Linked DNA regions of Gossypium hirsutum: region 2 is linked to region 1. The links are chromatin contacts, called in public Hi-C maps. All regions are on one chromosome and are shown on one strand. The core of a region is the stretch at or near the end of the contact, and the rest is flanking DNA. Distances in the headings are between cores, read along the strand shown. Region 1 holds the start of LOC107948832 (50S ribosomal protein L18). Region 2 has its middle 10 kb from the start of LOC107895011.

Region 1 (4,551 bases), core at 502-3,001:
CTTCGAGATGAAGACATCAAGTGTAAATGGTTCCATGTAGGCTTCGGTCCGTTGTTTAAATGAGACATGCTTGTTCGGATTCTTCGACTTTTTTCCTTTCTGATAAGTGTATGGCTTGCTATTATCATCATCAAGAAAATCCTCTACCCCAAAAAAACTTCTTGGTGAACAATGAAACTGTACAAGGGAAAATGTTGTATAAAGTCTGCAACTCTGAACTTCACAAGCTAATGAAGCAACACTTCGGCACAAGGGATAATATCACTAAAAAGGGGATAATATCAAACTATACACTTCTCAATATTTGAGCATTCAACAATAAATAAGAGACTATAAGGAAATCATGCATTTTGACAGACAAAAGAAAGAAAATTTTGCATGTTTTGCGGATAAATTGGACTACTCTTTAGACTTCATTATCAAACACACACATATATGCATATTACACCTTAGTTCAACAAGCCAATGCTTTTATTTTTTGCACATTGCATCTTAGGCATATAAGCATAGATTGATAATATGAATTGGACAGATGATGGGGTTGATTTGATGCAAACAGAGTTATACGCATGCAGATTAAGCAAAAGGAAATAGGAAGAAGGAATGAAGCAGGTATTTTTCTGGAAAAGTAGAACCTTTCAACTAGATTTACACAACTTCCTTCCAATTAACATATCAAATAAATGAACAGCTTATATACATCGTCGAACTAGATTCACACGATTTTCTTTGAATCAACACGTCAACAAAACAAAGATGCACGAACAGAGCTTATGTATTCCCTCTCTCATCTTTCAAATTTTCGTCTCCACGATTTTCAAACCCCTAATGCAGGCCATACTTTACTTTATGTTTACCGTATAGGTAGATGTTACAATAAGCTTTAAATCTCTCCAGTCCACCCTTTTTTGGAACATTACTAGCATCATAATTTCTTCAACAGGCACGCGGTCAGAGCCCTGGGCTCCGAGCACATGACTTCATGTTCTATTTCACTCCCCACAGGGTTCATTTTCTCATGGTACTACTTTGCTATCGAGGAGCATTTAGCCTTATTTCAGTCAACACCAGTTCAATTCTTTTATTCATCACGCTCATAAAGGACTTTGCCAAAAACAAGTTGCAAAATAAGATTTTTCATGTTTTGTTTCTTGAATTATCAAACTATGAACACAATCTCTGGAAAACAATGGTTAGTGGTTCTGGTTTTAATTGAAAAAAATCGAAGGATAAACGAATTGGGTATCCATAAAAAAAATCTGAAGTAAGATTTAAAAGAAAAAAAAAAAAGTACCTACCTGTCCAGCGTGAAAAGAAGTCGTGGGCAAGTACAAGCAAGGCAAAAGAAGTTTATCACCAGAATCTGAAACTACCCTTTTGCTCAACACCTTCCATATCGCTTGCTTCAACATCTTACAGACAACACCCCCTGAAAACCAGAAACGAATTGTATAAAGAAGCATTATATCGAACAGTTGAAGTGCATTGTTAAAACTAGAGTACAAACAAAGAAAAATGAGTCTTGCACGAAATGTGAGAAAAAAAAAAGTAAGAGGCGTTTTTGGTAGAATAAATGAAAGGGAGATGAAGAAGAAGAGAAGCAAGAGAGGTAAACCTGGCATAGATGGCAAATACAAAACTGGGAACAAACTTACTAAAGCTGGAGAACAAAGTTCCACCGTAAATAACTTCGCTTGGATACAAAGGAATATACGTATTATTTAAATATTAATAAAGTGGTAACCTATTAGCAGTCAAGGCCTTTTGATCTAGTGGAATGAATTTTGTCTAGGGTGTGAGAGTTCCCGGGTTCAATTCTCGCAATGCACTCTTTATTTCCGTTACCAAAGTATTTTAATTCAAATGAAAAAAAGAAAAAAAAAGCATATTATTTTCTCTTCATATATATATTTTAATACTTATCTTCAATGTTCCATGTCCAATACATTGAATCATGATTAAAAAATTCGGGAAATTATTAGAATTTTTCCATCAATTAATTTTATTCAAGTTTTAGTGTAATCCACTACATCAGAACTCGGACGTAATAATGTCCCGCTTAAACTCTTCAGGTGCTGCAAAACAAACAGAAATTAAAAACCATATTAACAACTTCCACACTAATGACATATATTTCTCCAGTATTAGGATGTACTTTTTTGGAAGAAATAACACAGATTATCACTCCAAACTAAAGAAAAAATTAAGAGGATTAAAAAGAAATATCCTCAAGTTAGATATATACATTTAGGTATAATTATGATAACAATTAGAGCCTTATTTAGAAAAGAACATGATATACCTATTATAGCAGTTTTATTAGATAAAAGATTTGAAAACCCGATAAAAGCACTTATTGGAGGAATACAGTCTAATTTACATACCGGTGTAATAGGATTTAAGGTTAAACCAAACTATTTTATATCTATTACAGACTCTCTAATAGAAGAGTGTTTATGTTTAAGAATTCAGACAAAAAATTCTGAAATAAGTGATTTAGCAGAAGATTTAGCAATAAGTTGGACTTCTATTAATGAATATACCAACACGGCAGAAGTAGAAATTAAAGAAATTAATAATAAAATAACTGAGTTATTTGAACCTAATAAATTTACTACAGAAATACAACCAAAATTACTACATCTAAAAGACCTATCAATACCAAAAGATTGGATGATTGATAGAATAAGTGGTACTAGTACTTCAAAACCTGTAAGTACTATAGAATATATGTCATCTGGAGATAGACTATATTTTAAAAATAATGCTATAATAAATACAAATGATAATCTAGTTTTACCTTCTAATTCTCAAATAGAGGAAGAAGAAGATAATATTAGTACAAATTCCACAACACCAATAGGTATGAAAACAGATCAAATACCTATTTTCCCTACTGAACCTAGTAGAAATTCTAGAAATACTAGAATGGAAGAAATACAATCTACTACTATTATTCAACAAATAAAAATAGAAAAAAATGATATTATTACATCTTCAAATTTCCAACCTAGGAAATATTATACATATATAAAAATTACACTTCAATTTAGATAAGTTTAGAAATGATAGTAACCTATGTTACTGTCGAATACAAATAAGGGTCCATTTTGTTTAATTTTCACAAAGTCTAGCTAAAAAGTTATTGCACATTTTCAAACATGGTATGATGATATGACCCTCTAAAGACTCCAAATACATGGTAGACCTTAAAAAGATAGAACATACTTATATAAAAAATGTACCCTTATCTAACATTCACACCCAGTCTGAGCAACCCAGTTCCATAAAGTTTAAGGTATAGTTTAAGATGATTAAACAGGTAAGAGATTGAAGAGATACCTTGTCGATCAGTGAACAGATTGAACTGAGAAACTGCCTGCCTTAGGAACATTTCAACTCCACTCACAGTTATTGCCCCAGCAGCCTCCGCTTCTTTCAACAAACTTGTTTTTCTAGGTGTATAAACAGCATCAAACACCAACTCATAATCCCCCAAAGTTTCCTGGTCAACTGGAATGCGCTGATCAGTATATGGATGCATTCCGAGCGTGTTCCATTCGCAAGGATTGCTCCTTTCTCCGGTCGGAAATTAATGACTTGTTCGAATGTTCGAGCTTCACCCAAGACAGCAGAAGCAAGAGATTTTGCTCTTTCTTTTCCACAAGAAAAAAAAGGGTTCAGAGCAGAATTGAAAATCATATCAGCATACAGGGAGCATTGCCTGTTTAAGAGTTGCGTATGACATACCAAAATAATGTCGAAAATGAGTATCCGAGCTCCTCGACTTTTAGCACCAAATGCCAATGCTCTTCCGGCACCTCCAGCACCAACTAGCACGAAGAGTTTCCCGGATATCAAAGTACCTAAATATGATAGTTTAAAAGTAAAGAAGTGGCGGAATGGACAAGTCACTAATCAACACAATAAACATATGCAATCAATGTAAGGTACCTTTTAGAGCATCCTCGATCGAAGTTATAGCAGCTTCACAATCTGTATTAAAACCAATCAGCTTCCCATCACAAGGTCTCCTTATAATAGTATTAACAGCACCTATAGACTGATGATGCATGTAAAGAATACTTTGTTACATTCTCAAATATCTATTGCATATGAATGAAACTGTAAGTAAATGCTGCCATCTTTATATATTAATTAGGAAATCGAAACATCACAGGATCATGCATAAAAGAAAAGTTCTAGAATCGTTGTATACGAAACAAGCACACATGTCAATATATAGTGTTTAATATAGAAGAAAAACAAGAAACTTGTACAAATAAATGGGAAATTATAAGTTGTAATATGATTGTCAACCTCTGCAAGTGGATGAACTTCATCACAGAACTCAACTACAGCTTCCTTGTATGGAATCCCAACACTGCAATTCGTTTAAATGAGGAAAATTCGAAGTTACGTTTTGGAGAACAATGGAAAATGGCTTTCAACTAAATCTGTCAAGGCCAGTTCTGGTTTAGTTCAATAAACAAAATCACTGGCTAAAATGTGTTTGAATGCCTAATCTACAAAAAGATAAAAACTGATCAC
Region 2 (4,330 bases), core at 543-3,042, 45 kb after region 1:
CCTACCCAACCAATAACCAACCGCTACACTCCACCCGTACCAGCCCTACACTCCATGTGGGGAATAGCTCAACCCACCCAGCCCTACACTCCACAATTGCAGCATTGCTGCTCAGATATCAGTAAGTTGAGGCAAAGCCTCCAGTACGTGGACAAGCCACTTTCAGTACTTCCTCCATCAATAACCCAGTCCCATGCATCAGATAATAATAACATGACATGCAGTAAATAGTAACAGTCAAACATGCATTCAGGTCAACCTTAACCCTAGGGGTATATTAGTAATTTTGCTCCTAGGGGTAAATCTGTAAATTTTTCACCTATAAAGGTATTTCAGTAATTTTATCAGTTTTAAGATTTCTCACGAATGTTACTATCCTTACTAGCCCATTTGTCATCGCAATAATTTATTTGTCTCAATTTTACAATTTTAACCATTGGGCCCTAAAACCCCTGATGGGCCCTACAGTGTCCACTAGCAATTTAAGTCCATTCAATTCAAGTTTTATGACCAGTTTACCGGTTTAAGTAGTTTCGATTCCACAGTCTAACAGAACATACTTATTGCCTATTTTTTTATTATTTTACCCGTATGGGCCCATAAGCCCATTGGGCCCAGTTTTAGCCTATCGAGGCCCAATTACTGAAGTGCACGAAATTTCACACACGACTAACTTACCACTTTTTGATTTTAGATCTAATGATTTCTAAACGTCTTGTGAGCACTCGCACACTCACAAGCCCACGAAATGCCGGATTTTTGGCATTTCGGCTTTTACCGATTTGAACTATGAGAGGGTATTCGATACACACCTGATTTAGAACGGTACATTGGTGAGATCCTCACATGAACTGCCTACAATTGGATTACTAACACGTCAATCTAAATATCAAAAATGAACTACGTATTTAACCCCTTACCGTATTCGGCCAACACAGCCTTAGATCCCAAAGTTCTTTACCTTTTGCCGAAATATGGGTTAGATTTGATGAGCCAACCGAATTAGTCTTCAAGCCCTTTGCTATACGTCCCCTTGTCCACGCTAACGTTTACACAACCAAACAGAAAGAGGCACAAAACCCTTAGTCCAAAACGCTAGCCACCCATAAGGGTTTCGGCTTTTCTTAACTCCTGAAATAAAGAAATAATTTCAAAAACTTACCACCGGTTCCTTCAGCCAACGATTCCACTTTAGTTCTTATTCGATTCTGATGTAGATCTAACCTTCAAACCCTAGCAGAAGCCGGTCCTTTTCTGGTCTAAAGATTCGGCTATGCCCCTAAACTATGGAGTTTTCAGCTTTTTGAAATAGTGAAGAAGATGAGATATGAGAGTTTTGTAGTGGCTTTGTCGACAGAACTTTAGGGTTTAGAAGAAGAAAGAATCAACCACAAGATGGAGAAGAATTAGAGGGTTTGGCTAGGAGAAATCGGCATAAAAGAAATATAGGCTTTCGGGATTTCGGCTTTTGTATATAAAGCTTAGGAATAAATGATTAGAAAGTGGAGATGAGTAAAATAGTAGAAGGATTCGGCTATGGGGGAAAAGAAGAAGAGAAAGTAGATGAAGAGAAAAGAAAAGAAAAGAAAAACTAAATCCTAAAGGCAAAAATATACGACACTTATTAGTTCCGAATTGCTCATTGATTTTTGGCCACATTCAATGTTTGAATTCCATTCAAACTCTTGACCGATCAGCCCATCGTTTGCACCAGCTCAGCATGCTGCCAAGAGTCCTGATCAAACCCCAATTACTTCCCCACGGATGCAGCAAAAATCCCAACCTTGCGTGCACGAGATAAAGCTCGAACCCCAGACCTCCCGTCCGCATTGTGCCCTTGCGCCTTCGCCCAAGCTGTGCTAGCTACTGCACCATGTTTTCTCCTTTACTAATATATGGTTACAATTAATTATAAACCTTACCTGCTGAAGCTTTGGTCCGCTTAAAAATAAAAGGGGAATTTCACCTTCCAAGCAACTCGAACCTGTGCCCTTGTGGAACTCCTAACACCCTACTACCACTGCGCCACAAGCGTCCTTGTAGCATAACTCGGTCGCAACTATTCTTAAACCTTACTTTAGTGCGACCTGACTATAAAAACAAGCCTTTGCGTGCGCCAACCCTCGAACCTAAGTATTATACCACACTCCCAGCGCCTCTACCACTGGACCAAGCTTCCCTTTTTGTTACCTTTTAACCTCAACTGTATATAAGGCTTCCCTACGTCATTCCCTGATATAAAGAAAAAATAAAACACTTTTGCACATGCTGCGAGTCGAATCCCAGCTCTCCTTCCCACTACCTAGCATGCTAACCACTAGGCTAGGTATGCCTCTTCATGTCCAGTCTTGCCCAATTTATTTTATAAGCCTTATGCCCAGATTCCCTCTATGAGGCAAAAATTAAAACAATTTATTAATTTACATCATAGATCTTTCGTTGAATTTGAAGTATAAATTTAATGTTTTTTTTATTGTATTTTTTATGTTACATTTGCTGTTTTTGGTTGGATTTCATGCTATATTTGTTGTTTTTGGTTAGATTTAATGCAGGAAGAGTTGGATATTGGTGAAAAATGTACATTTCAAATCTGCCAAAATTAGCAGCGTTTGTGAAAAAAAGTGCCGCTAAAAGCCATGACTTTTAGCGATGCTTTTCCTACAAATGCCACTAAAAGTCTTGATCTTTTGTGGCGTTTTTTTCAGATAAATGCCGTTAAATTTTATGGCGTTACCTTTAGCAGTATTTTTGCGGCGCTTGGGAAAACGCCGCTAATAGTTTTTGGCTAAAAAAAACGCCGCTAAAAGTCTGTTTTCTTGTAGTGGCATGTAGGTAATATTATATTTTTTTGGCATAATGTTGGATAAATTTGGTTCTTTTTGGTGTAATTGATTTTCTAACTTGGTGTTGTGAGTAAGGTTGAAAGCTATGATTTGGTTTATAACAGTTATAGATATTAGTAATGCAAGTGAGAGTTGACTGAAAAGTTTTCTATTTCTAGTTGTGAAAATCAAATCATCTTTTCGTAATTCAGTTTAATTGAAGACATTCATAATATATCCTTTTTTTCTTTTCTCTACTCTTTTTCTTTTTGTACCATATTGAACTTGTTATCCTGCTTTTAAATGCTTATATGAGTTCCAGTGTTCTATGTTGCTTGAAAACCCCATTGCTTGACCACTTATTCCAACTGCAAGAATATGTAGCTTATTAGCTTTAATGGGTCCTTGTGATATTTGAAGTATTCCTTTTGCATCTTTGTGTAATCCAACTTTGTTCAGTATATGAGTTTATCACCTGTAATAGTTGGAGTTAGAATAGACCACGGATTATGATAGCCTCATTTTCCAAATATCAGACGTATTGGCTACTCTGATAACAGGCACAAGCTAACAAAGCGTTTTCATGATGAAATAATTTCTCAATAATCACTAGGTTCAAATTTGGCCTGGCCTGAATTTGTGGCAGTGGGTTAGACATCCTTGATATGCCATAGTTAAAGGGTAAATGTAGCTTGCTGCTGTTTGTAGGTTCCATTGTTGTTGTAAACTAACTGATTCATTGACGGCTTTTTATGTACTCACTAAGAGTAAAAGAAATTGTTTCTTGTAGACGCTAGTGTTATTCTGCATTATTGGTACTCTTTATTTTCCCTTAAGAATCCTATCTGACTTCTGTTCCTTTACAACATATTTAGATACACTAGCATGGCTCCTATAAATTAATGAAAGAACTTTGAAAAATTTGAGCATACCTATTTCTGTTATGTATTGATATCCAATACTTGATCTTGAGTCCAAGTAACGTAGATGTTTCTTCATTTCTTACAAAATCAATCTCAATAATAGTTACTCTTATGCCTAATTAGACACCATAAGAGTGAGTTGCTACATGCGTGTAATCAGATGACATTATAATGAAAATCTGTTAGTTATTTCTTGCTGCCATTTATTGAATTTATAAATTTTATGTATATCAGACCTATTGTTCCTTGAGTACATGGTGGAGATGCTAACCAGTTAGATTATGATTGAGATTTTGCACAAAAGTTGTTACTAGTTATTGCAAATAATATGAAGATCAACAATACTTTTTGAAGAAGCTGTATTTTATTAGAATTAAATTACTCGAATCGTTATTTAAATAAAATACAATGGTAAAATAAAATAAAAATAAAATTCATATAGAACTACAGTTCTTTTATTTTATTTTAGAATAAGGTTTTTTAAACATTATTAAACTCCATCTGTTTTATATTGATTAGAATAACATTTTTTATTCTTACTAGAATATGGCTTTACAGGCTTGTAAATAGACATAGTCTATTCCT

Evidence for each region. Hi-C and Micro-C count contacts between places; a contact is called where the count stands out from the background.
Region 2: a Hi-C map of hypocotyl shows a contact between it and region 1, with 4 times the contacts expected there. The contact joins the enhancer-like site here to the promoter of LOC107948832 in region 1. A contact is called at or near these places in 5 of 34 Hi-C or Micro-C datasets (fibers, hypocotyl and leaf).

The regions. Positions count from the first base shown.
Region 1 is chrA13:68,268,996-68,273,546 of Gossypium_hirsutum_v2.1, forward strand. It overlaps LOC107948832 (50S ribosomal protein L18), which reads right to left and starts at 1,752. Exons shown (of 3, transcript XM_016883485.2): 1 at 1,616-1,752; 2 at 1,299-1,429; 3 at 1-177. The coding sequence starts at 1,622. LOC107948831 (bifunctional 3-dehydroquinate dehydratase/shikimate dehydrogenase, chloroplastic) reads right to left here. Exons shown (of 9, transcript XM_016883484.2): 5 at 4,321-4,384; 6 at 3,955-4,063; 7 at 3,751-3,866; 8 at 3,343-3,656; 9 at 1,942-2,075. The coding sequence ends at 3,528.
Region 2 is chrA13:68,314,414-68,318,743 of Gossypium_hirsutum_v2.1, forward strand. No RefSeq gene overlaps it. Among protein-coding and RNA genes, the nearest start is that of LOC107895011, 10 kb to the right of the region's middle. Within about 2 kb of position 1,793, at least 3 of the 9 cell types and tissues checked have an H3K27ac peak or open chromatin away from gene starts, as enhancers often do. A contact at or near this core is called in hypocotyl and leaf, where this site is marked.